2 separate regions of the Sus scrofa genome follow, and region 2 is linked to region 1. A link is a contact called in public HiChIP or PLAC-seq data. All regions are on one chromosome and are shown on one strand. The core of a region is the stretch at or near the end of the contact, and the rest is flanking DNA. Distances in the headings are between cores, read along the strand shown. Region 1 holds the start of DPH3 (diphthamide biosynthesis 3). Region 2 holds the start of RFTN1 (raftlin).

What was found. HiChIP or PLAC-seq counts read pairs in DNA pulled down with a chosen protein or histone mark.
Region 2: an H3K27ac HiChIP or PLAC-seq map of alveolar macrophages shows a contact between it and region 1. The contact joins the promoter of RFTN1 here to the promoter of DPH3 in region 1. A contact is called at or near these places in 2 of 47 Hi-C or Micro-C datasets (heart right ventricle and skeletal muscle) and 2 of 2 datasets of contacts at active chromatin or transcription factors (alveolar macrophages and skeletal muscle).

The regions. Positions count from the first base shown.
Region 1 is chr13:3,393,608-3,398,350 of Sscrofa11.1, reverse strand. DPH3 (diphthamide biosynthesis 3) reads left to right here and starts at 2,495. Exons shown (of 3, transcript NM_001243616.1): 1 at 2,495-2,728; 2 at 3,252-3,326; 3 at 4,288-4,743. The coding sequence starts at 2,621. The coding sequence ends at 4,353. It overlaps OXNAD1 (oxidoreductase NAD-binding domain-containing protein 1), which reads right to left and starts at 2,465. Exons shown (of 8, transcript XM_001925300.5): 1 at 2,180-2,465. The coding sequence starts at 2,450.
Region 2 is chr13:3,673,568-3,678,067 of Sscrofa11.1, reverse strand. It overlaps RFTN1 (raftlin), which reads left to right and starts at 2,996. Exons shown (of 10, transcript XM_021071357.1): 1 at 2,996-3,307.

The DNA of each region.
Region 1 (4,743 bases), core at 1,246-3,745:
TGGGGTCAGACAGGTTTGCGTTCTCACCGTAGCTTACTGCCACTTACCAGCTTTGCCTTTTAAGCCAGCAGCTAAACTTAAGCCCCTAAATTTTAGGTTTCTCAGTGTTGAAAATGGGATTAATGATACCTGTACCTCACTGAGCTGTTTTAATGACATGATGCATGTAAATCATTTAGTATAGGGTCTGGCACAGTGTTAATTATTAATATGCAGTTCACTGATTTTTCTTTTTCCATTTTAGGCAATGCACAAAGAAAAGTTGGAAAATTACCAAAAAAAAAAAATTATAAAGAAAAATTACCCAACTCCTGTAACTTTTAGGTTTACTAACCTCAGATTTTAAGATTCCCTAGCAACTTGTTTTTGATAGATCCTTTCTAAAACTGCTTTCTAAAAGGTCTACCAATTTATACTTCCATAAGCCAAATATGACTGCACCCATTTCTGTACATTCAAAAATGGCTCATCTTGGAGTTCTCTTGTGGTGCAGTGGGTTAATGATCTGGCATTGTCAATGCAGCAGACCAGTTGCTGCTGTGGCACAGGTTGGATCCCTGGCCCAGGAACCTCCACATGCCACAGGCTCAGCAAAAACAAACGAGCAAGTGCTAAAAAAAAAAAAAAAAAAAAAAAAAAAAAAAAAAAAAAAGTCACCTTTATTTTGCAGGTACTTATGCCAAAAGTAGTAAAGAACTAAAGATGGTTCCCAACCTCAAAATGATCACTGGGATGGGACTACAGAACTGACACTGGACACTCTCCTGTCTTCTCTCCAAGAGATGACCTGGGAAATACCCGTGTCTACAAAGATACAGGGAGCAGCCTCTGAGCTACATAGGCTTTGCTGGAATTTTTCCTTTGCTCACAACAGAATCATCCCAGTTAAACTTCAACAAGCTTAACAAATGTTTAACAAATGTTTCCTAACTGCTATGCAGATTTCCAATTAGGCAAAATGGAATGTTTGTGAGGCCTCTGAAATAATCTATGAACCCCTTTAATGTCACTTCTAAATCTTCTCCCAAAGAGTCCTCTGCCTTTAGGTTTTCAAGCCTTAAAAGGCCTAAACCAGGTGGAACTTTAGGGTGCACAAAACTGATAACTTCATGCAAACATTTGAGTGTGTATACATAAATAAGCATAGGGCTGTGGACATATGTATTATGCATATGTATCATTTAAATACAAACTAAACATGACAGAAGTGACTGCTGAACCAAGTAAAAGTTGTAATTTCCATGCAAAAGTAGAATGTTAGATCTGAAAAGAATCTTGTAAATCATCTCTAATTCAACCTTTTTCTGTCAGATGAGGAAGCAAGGCCCAAAGAACGTAAATATCCAGCTCCCAGAGCTAGATTATCTTATGTTTCTCAGCATTTCTTCTTTCACTGCATTCTGTCTCTACCACGATTTGAATAAATGCCTACCAACGGAGTAATACCCAGGAAACCCCGTTTGACACCAACAGGAACAAGCACTGCTCCAAAGACAAATGACCTTTCAACTGCACTCCGCTTCAAGGTATACAAAGACCACAAGATAATAACTACGCATGTTGATGCCATTTCTTTCGCAGAAAGAAACTCTGGTTCATATAAGAAATTTGTTCCTAGGCTTTGGGGACATACAGGCTCTTCATTTCCTAGGTATGTGATCTTAGTCGAGATACTTGACTTTCTGTATCTCAGTTTAAAGATTAATTATACGGAATAACATCTAAACTCCCAGGGTTGACGGAAGAATTACAATTAGCGCAACACTTGACTGTAGTTAAGAATCTTACGTGCTCGGCAAAGAGGACTCAACCTGCCTAACAGATCCTGCTTGGTCCTTTCGCCCAAATTACAGCATCTGAAGATAATCTGGGGTGAGGAAGAGGCGGGATGTACCTGAACAGCCGAGTGCAGCCGAAACTACAAACTACGCGTCGCTCTGAGCTCAAGGTCACTCAGTGAATCAAAACTCCAAGGGAGCTTTTCGTCCGCCACTGGGGCGGCAGGGACAGAGGTCCAAGAGGCTGAGCTGTTCCCGCCGCCGCCTCAGACGCAGCAAACCACGCCCGCTTTTCCCTAGCAGCGCCGAGGGCCGGGTGCAGGCCACCTAGGCCGGCCGCGGCCTTGCTCGGGGTCTGGTTAAGGTCTAAGGTGCGCGAAGTGAAGCCGCACTTTCCATACCCGCGTAGTAAGCAAGTTCCACTCCGCTCCCGCTTTTGCCGCGGGGACTCAGTTCTAACTCCCGGGCCAAGTTCCCCTCCCCCGGCTCCGCAGAGCTTCCTGTGTCCCGGACGTGACGCAGCAGCCGCACGAGCGAGTCCCACATTTCATTGGTCGCTGCCGTCCTCTGGGTGGAGCGGTGCGGGACCTCACAGAGCAGAGAGAGCCGGTAACTCAAGTCTCCGCCCCCTAGCTCAGCCATCTCCAAGGTGATCGCTACCCGGTCACCCATTTGGCCTCAAGCCCATAGTTACGTCATTGTTTATGCGCCGGAAACGGTCATTCCTGCGCCGGGGAAGGGGGCGGTGACGACGCCGGCTGGGCCGGCGCCGGAGAAGTTGGGACCGGCCCCGGCCTGGGTCGGACAGCGGAGGTGACAGACTTCTGCTCGTCCCATTGACGATGGCGGTGTTTCACGACGAAGTGGAGATCGAGGACTTCCAATATGACGAGGACTCCGAGACGTACTTCTACCCCTGCCCGTGTGGGGATAACTTCTGCATCACCAAGGTAGCTACAGAATCCAGCCCGGCAATTCGGAGCAGGCGCGCTTTCCCTTTGCCGCGTTTCTGCCATAGATCCGCGCGGCTTATAGTTACCCACGTCCTTCTTTATTCGTTTTTGAATTCCCCCGAAGTTGATGACTCTGCGCTATCAGTGGGCACAAGTTCTGGCTTAGTCGGCCCCCGGTGGTGGGAGGGTAGGGTGTGGATGGCGAGGGGCATCAGTCTTCTCGCTATCCACTTAAGGATCCACTTCTGGGATACTCCTTTGGAGGAAGAGACGTGTTTTTGTCTTCCTAAGGGTTTTGAGGCCACTGAACCTTGACTCACCCTCCTAGGTATTTCCGCCAAATGACACTTCCAGGGAAGAGTGGGGCTGGTCTTTCTCTTGGAAGGTGTTTTGGTTCTCACATGCTTTGTGGGGAGGCCAACCTCAAAGGAGCTTGCCCATAGAGGTGGGAGGTTTGGGGGAAGGAGGAGGTCACCAAGGGAAGACTATGCTGACCATACGATGTTTGATTTTGTTGTAGGAAGATTTGGAGAATGGGGAAGACGTGGCAACGTGCCCTAGCTGCTCACTCATTATTAGAGTGATTTATGACAAAGTAAGGGGTCAAATTTTAAAAGGTGGGAGGAGGGTTGCAAAGACCTAGAGCAGTCTGCCTGTGATACGTCAGCGCAGGAGAATGTTTTCTAATAGTGTGTTATTGGGGAAGTTCCTATTGTGGCTCTGCAGAAGTGATCCCGACTGGGATCCATGAGGATGTGGGTTGATCCTTGGCCTTGTTCGGTGGGTTAAGGATCCAGCGTTGCCATGAGCTGTGGTATGGGTTGCAGACAGCCTAGAAACTGCATTGCTGTGGCTGTTGTGTAGGCAGCTGTAGCTCCAATTCAACCCTGAGCCTGGGAATTTCCATATGCCGGGGCTGGGGCCCTAAAAAGAAAAGGAAAAAAAAAAAAAAAAAGAAAACCTAATAGTGTGTTATGTAAATGCTGTGTTTTTAAAACAAATATTAAAAACCATTAATAAGGGAGTTGCTGTTGTGGGTTACGGCTGACTAGTATCCATGAGGATGTGGGTTTGATCCCTGGCATGGATCAGTGGGTTAAGGATAGGGCTTTGAAGTGAGCTGTGGTGTAGGTCGCAGATGCGGCTCAGATCCTGAGTTGCTGTGGTTGTGACTCTGATTTGACCCCTAGCCTGGGAACGTACATATGCAGCAAGTGCTGCCCTCAAAACCAAAAACAAACAGGAAAAAAACATTAATAAGCAGCTATATTGTAAATTAAAGTTTTAAAAACTCAAATTCGTTAACTCATTTTGCTTTGGGGAAGGCAATAAAGAAGGCTGCTCTGTATCTGGTGAATATTAGTGATTACTTATTAAGTAGAGATGATGATTCTGGTGCTGAGATTGACTCATTGAATGAGGATGAAGTGGTAAAGGAATGGAAAAACTTACGTTTAATAGAGCTGAATTGAATCTGTAACAAAATAAATGTTTGCTATTGATGCATCTGTGACACAGACATTTGGTGATGAATGTAATTTCTTGTTCCGCCTTAGGATCAGTTTACTTGTGGAGAGACAGTCCCAGCCCCTTCCACCAACAAAGAACTAGTTAAATGCTAAAGAAGACTTCAGGACTTCAAAGCCTGAACTTTTGGGAATGAGCCAAGGTGGAAGAATCAAATGCAGAGTCACTGGCTTCTTCATGTGGACCATCATTTTGTAGTTTGCTGTTCATTAGCGTGTGGATTCTTTCCATTGGCGGCTGGGTTCATCTCCAATTGAAGAAGCAGGTTCACCACATGACATACCCAGGTTTTGTGCTTAGAACTTTAAAATTGGAAGTGTTCTTAATTTTCCATCCACACTTAAAAGAAGATAATTTCAAATCAGTGCTTTCTTTCCCTCAGTTTTGTTGCTTTTATGACTTACACCTAATTTCATTATCTGACAACAGCATTATCTACCTTAAAGTCATTAAGATGCTTTAATTTAAAAAAGGGATTTTATGTT
Region 2 (4,500 bases), core at 1,747-4,246, 280 kb before region 1:
GTGATGATAAAGATGAATAATTCCCGTGTCTCCAGGGTGCGTATGAGTTTACTTATCTCTCCCGTCAGCCCTGCAGTGTTGCTGTTTGGCCGCCCTGTAGAAGATCTGGTTTTCGTGATCCTGCAAATAAACAATTAGGTCAGTAGCTCTTCAGGTTCTGCAGCTTTTGATGGGTCTGTTTTCTGCCTAAGTTGTTACTGCTCCCTACAGAATAACAGAGACTGAGTTATTTTGAGCTAAAGCTGGGAGAGAGGGGCTGAGTGGGGTGAAATCAAGGGGTGGGGTGAGGAGGGGTGGGAAGGACGTGGGCAGAACAGACGGTTAGCCAGGATTCTCCCCTCCAAGCCTCAGCATAGCTGGGATGCACAATTGCCCTGGGCTGCTGGTGCCCATGGCCTTAATCATCTCCAGAGTGGGGTGATGCTGCTGAGGCCAAGAGAGAGAATTGCTCCAGCGGGGGGGGCTCCTTTAACCGAGCTTTTACAGGAATTATAGTCTGGCCACAGCTGGCTGCCTAGGCTGGCTTAACTCCTCTCCTTTCTGCGGGGGGTGTGAGGAGAACCAGCTTCCCCATTAACTTGAGGCCTGCGTTTTATCGACTGAGAACACTCGGGATCCTAGTTCTGGGGCCATCTGTGACCTGTCGTGCTGTAATAGCTTGGTTTTCCCCGTGTTCGGCCCCCTCCCCGAGTACTTAGTGTTAAATCATGGGGGGAGGAAGTGTGAACAGAGGAAAAACAGCACTATTACATGACCCCCGATGAGACTGCTGTGATAGAATTAAAAGCTGCCGCCCTAGGACATTCTAACAGATGACATTGTGAGGTTGCCAAGGTAACCAGGATATAGTTCCAGCATCTTTGGGGTTGATGCTGGGTAGGCAAGGTCAGTTAGAGGTGAGGTCCAGGTGCCCAGGGTGTATCCCCTGGCTGGCCGGTCCATGGCAGTCAAGTGGAAAAATGAAGGTTGACCTCTACAAAACACAAATGAACCCACCCTTGTCTCTTCATTGGCTATTCCAGGTGAAGGAGAATCAGAATACTCCAGATAGTGTGTAGGTTACACAGAGCCAGTAAAGATCTGGATAAGATTGATTCACCCATTCATTCCATATATGTCTACATATGTTTACTAAACACCTACTATGTACCAGGTAGGAGGCATCAGATTATCTAGAGGGAAAGGTTGGCAGGTCTAGAAAACTCTTAAAAAAAAAAAAAAAAAATGCAGATCCAAGCAGGAAAGAAAGACATTTATGACATTTACACACCGTTAGTACTCAGGAAAGTGTTGCGTGGAAAAAAATGAAAACAATCAGAATAACTTATTAACCCCAAGGACCTGGTGTTAAAAAAAAAAATGATGTGCAAAAATTGCATTGCTTAAAAGAAATCAACCTCCTCCCCCAAACACACCAAGTTATGCTGCATCCCTCCCCTGCTTCTCTTTATCTTCTTTTAAATACTCTGTGTTTACTTTTGAACTTCTGGGTAAAACCTTTAAATGTTATTTCCTTTCTCCCATGTAAGGATCAGAAAGAGTTCAGATGGGCCCTGCCTTGCAATGACTCAAGAACTTGGGCATATGAATAACAAACATTCCTTCTTTTGGCCTCCTAAGTGGGTGTTCAAAACCACCACTGGGCACCACTGGACACTTGTACAACTTATCCACATATAATATTGTCTGAATCTGAACTTGGTCTGTCATCTGATCTTGTTTTCTCCTAGATGGTAAAGCCAAGCAGGGGAGAGAGTGAGAGAGACTAGAGGGGCTGGTGGTGAGCGATACCAGCAGGCAGCGAAGTGGGAATGGAAAGGGGCAAAAACCAGAAACAAAATGGCAGTGGAGGAGGGGGAAGGCACACAGAATTGGGATGGCTACAGAGAAGGCAAACTAGGAAGAAAATATCTCAGAAGCTGTGGTTAGAGGAAGTCCTGAAAACGAAATAGTGCTTCTTTACCCCTGGGGAGTGTTATTAGTATCAGAATGACATCATTAAAGCACCGTTGGGGCCTCCATCCTGTGGGCTCCAATGCCTAAGGGCCCCTCTTTGCCCAACCAGAAAATGTAGATAATCAGATTATGTCCCCTGTCTTGTTTCAGTCTCCTTATAATAATATTAATAACAATAATAACAAGGATAAGAGCTACGTTATAGGGTGCTTTCCTAAACACTTTACACATAGAACCCATGAGAAAGTGCTATTTAAGAAAGGAAGAAACAGGCCCAGAGCAGTTAAGTCACTTGCCCAAGTCACACAAAGTAAATATGGATGGAGGCCAGCAGGCCCAACCAGATGATTTGGCTCTAGGGCTCCCGCTATTAACCCTTACACTGTAATTTTACTTTGTCTAAAAAGCTCCAAGAAGAAAGATTTCTATAATGGGCTCACTGCCTCACATCTTTGATTCACTAACGTGGGCCTGGCCTGGCGTTTTTATTTATTTAATTGCCTCCTCAGGCAGCCTCAAGTTGCAGGCTAAGACGGTTCCCCAGATCTTCTCAAAACTTCTGGGCACCTGAAGTAACTGGGCTAGGGTGTGGCACGGGGGACAGTGGCATGATCCCACTCCCTAAGCACAATCTCTTAAGAAATAACGCATATGCCTGGGGATGGGCCCACCTGTGGCATGAGGAGGAACGGTCCTCTCTTCTCTGTGGTCCTCCCAGCCCCCAAACGAGCACCTTCGGTGGCAGTCGCCCTCCAGTATCCAGCTCCAAATTTGAGGGTTCCCAGCCCCACGCGCGTTCTTGACGCACGCAACCTAGGTTAAAACGGGTTGGGACGGTGGGCGGGTGAACCTCTGACCTCTGCGAGGAGGGGCAACTAGGGTCGCCGGCAGCGGGGAGCGCACAGGTTGCGGGCTGCGTGGAGGCGACGGAGCGGCGAGTGGAGGGGGCGCGGGGCCCGCTCGTCGCTCCCGCGGCTGCTGTTAGGGGCCGCGCGGCTCCCCAGAAGATGCGGCGCAGCATATTTTGCACATGAGTTCAGAGGAAGAGGAAGTGTAGCCGGCGGACGCGCGGCGGCGACGGGGGCGCGTCGGGGCTGGAGCCGGAGCGCGCCGGGCTCAGGGCGCAGCGAGCGGGAGCGCGGCGGCCGCGGGCTCCGCGGAGGGACGGGCGCACAGATCGCAGGAGGGACAGACCCAAGAGCACGCCTCGCAGCCGGCCACGTTCCCACCCCCTGGCGCCCACGCCTTCTCCGCACCGCCTCCTCTATATGGCACAAACTTTCCTCCCGGGACGGAACACGCTGTCTTCGGGAGCCCGCGCCCGCGCCTTCTTCTCGCCTGGTCCAGAACGGTAGGTGGACGCCTGCCGAACTCGGGGTGGAGGAAGGACCCGGCGGACGGGGCGAGGGGGGAGCCGGTGGGCGCCTCCTTGGAGGTTGCCCGGGCTGGGCATGCTTCTCGGGCGTCGGGGCTGCCACCCCTGTTCCCCGCACCTTTGGCCGGGATTGGATGGGGTCGGGCCGGATCCGTGGGACGCGGCGGTATTGGGCCAACTTTTTTTGGGTGGGGGGGGGCGCGGAATCCTCCCTGGCGCGCTATGGAGAGAGGCACCCCAGAGCAGTCTGTTGAGGGCCGTGGGCTCCGCATGCTCGGGGCGCCGAGGAAGGAAGCCGAGGGGGCTACAGGTGGGTCTAGGACACTGCTGCACGAGGTCCTCGGCAAAGATCAGGCGGGAGCTGGCCGCGGAGTCCGGGTTGCTGAGGGCGCGAGGCCGGGGTGGGCTGGGGCGGGGCGGGGCGGAGACGGCTCCTGCTGCCGTTGTGCGTGCGCCCTGGGAGGTGCGTTTGTTCCCGGTTCCCCGGACAGGGGTGCTGGACCGGCGGGAGCAGACGTGCCGCGCGTTTAGAGGAAGCGCCAGGGCCACGGGAGGCTCAGAGACTTGGGGCGCAGGGTGTGTGTGGGTCCCAGCACTAAAAACGGGCATCTCTCCTTCTGTGAGAGGGTTTCTTCTCTCGTCCTCACCTATTTCCTAGGCTAAGGGAAGCCAGCGTGGACCTGGGTCAGGGAGGGGTGGTGGTGGCGTTTATTTCAGGAAGCCCCGTGATCAGGCATGCACACCCCCTTCCTGGGTCAGGGCTCATGCCCTTCACCTGGTGTGGCGCTGTCTTTGGCAATGAGAACGGCTTGGAGGCCAAGGTGCTGTACCCAGGCATGCTGCTGCCTCCCTGTTGCTTGCACTTGGCTGCCCAATGTGCTAGTGGGTGGTCCCCAGGGACGCTGGATGGTGTCAGCGAGTTTGTTAGGGGCTTTAAAAACAAACAAAAAGTATTAAAAAAAAAAAAAAAAAGTCTGGCACCAATCCCTATATTTGAGTGGCTGCCCTGTTTCCAGCAACAGTCCCTTGTTGTAATTGGTACAGCTGTTTTCAGATGCTGGGCGCAGTCAGGCGAGGCTTCTTCCAGCCCCTGCCATCGTGTGTCATCTCAGGATAAGTGAGGCCCTGCCAGGAAGGAAGGCAGGCGTAATGTGAGCAACCTTTAGGTC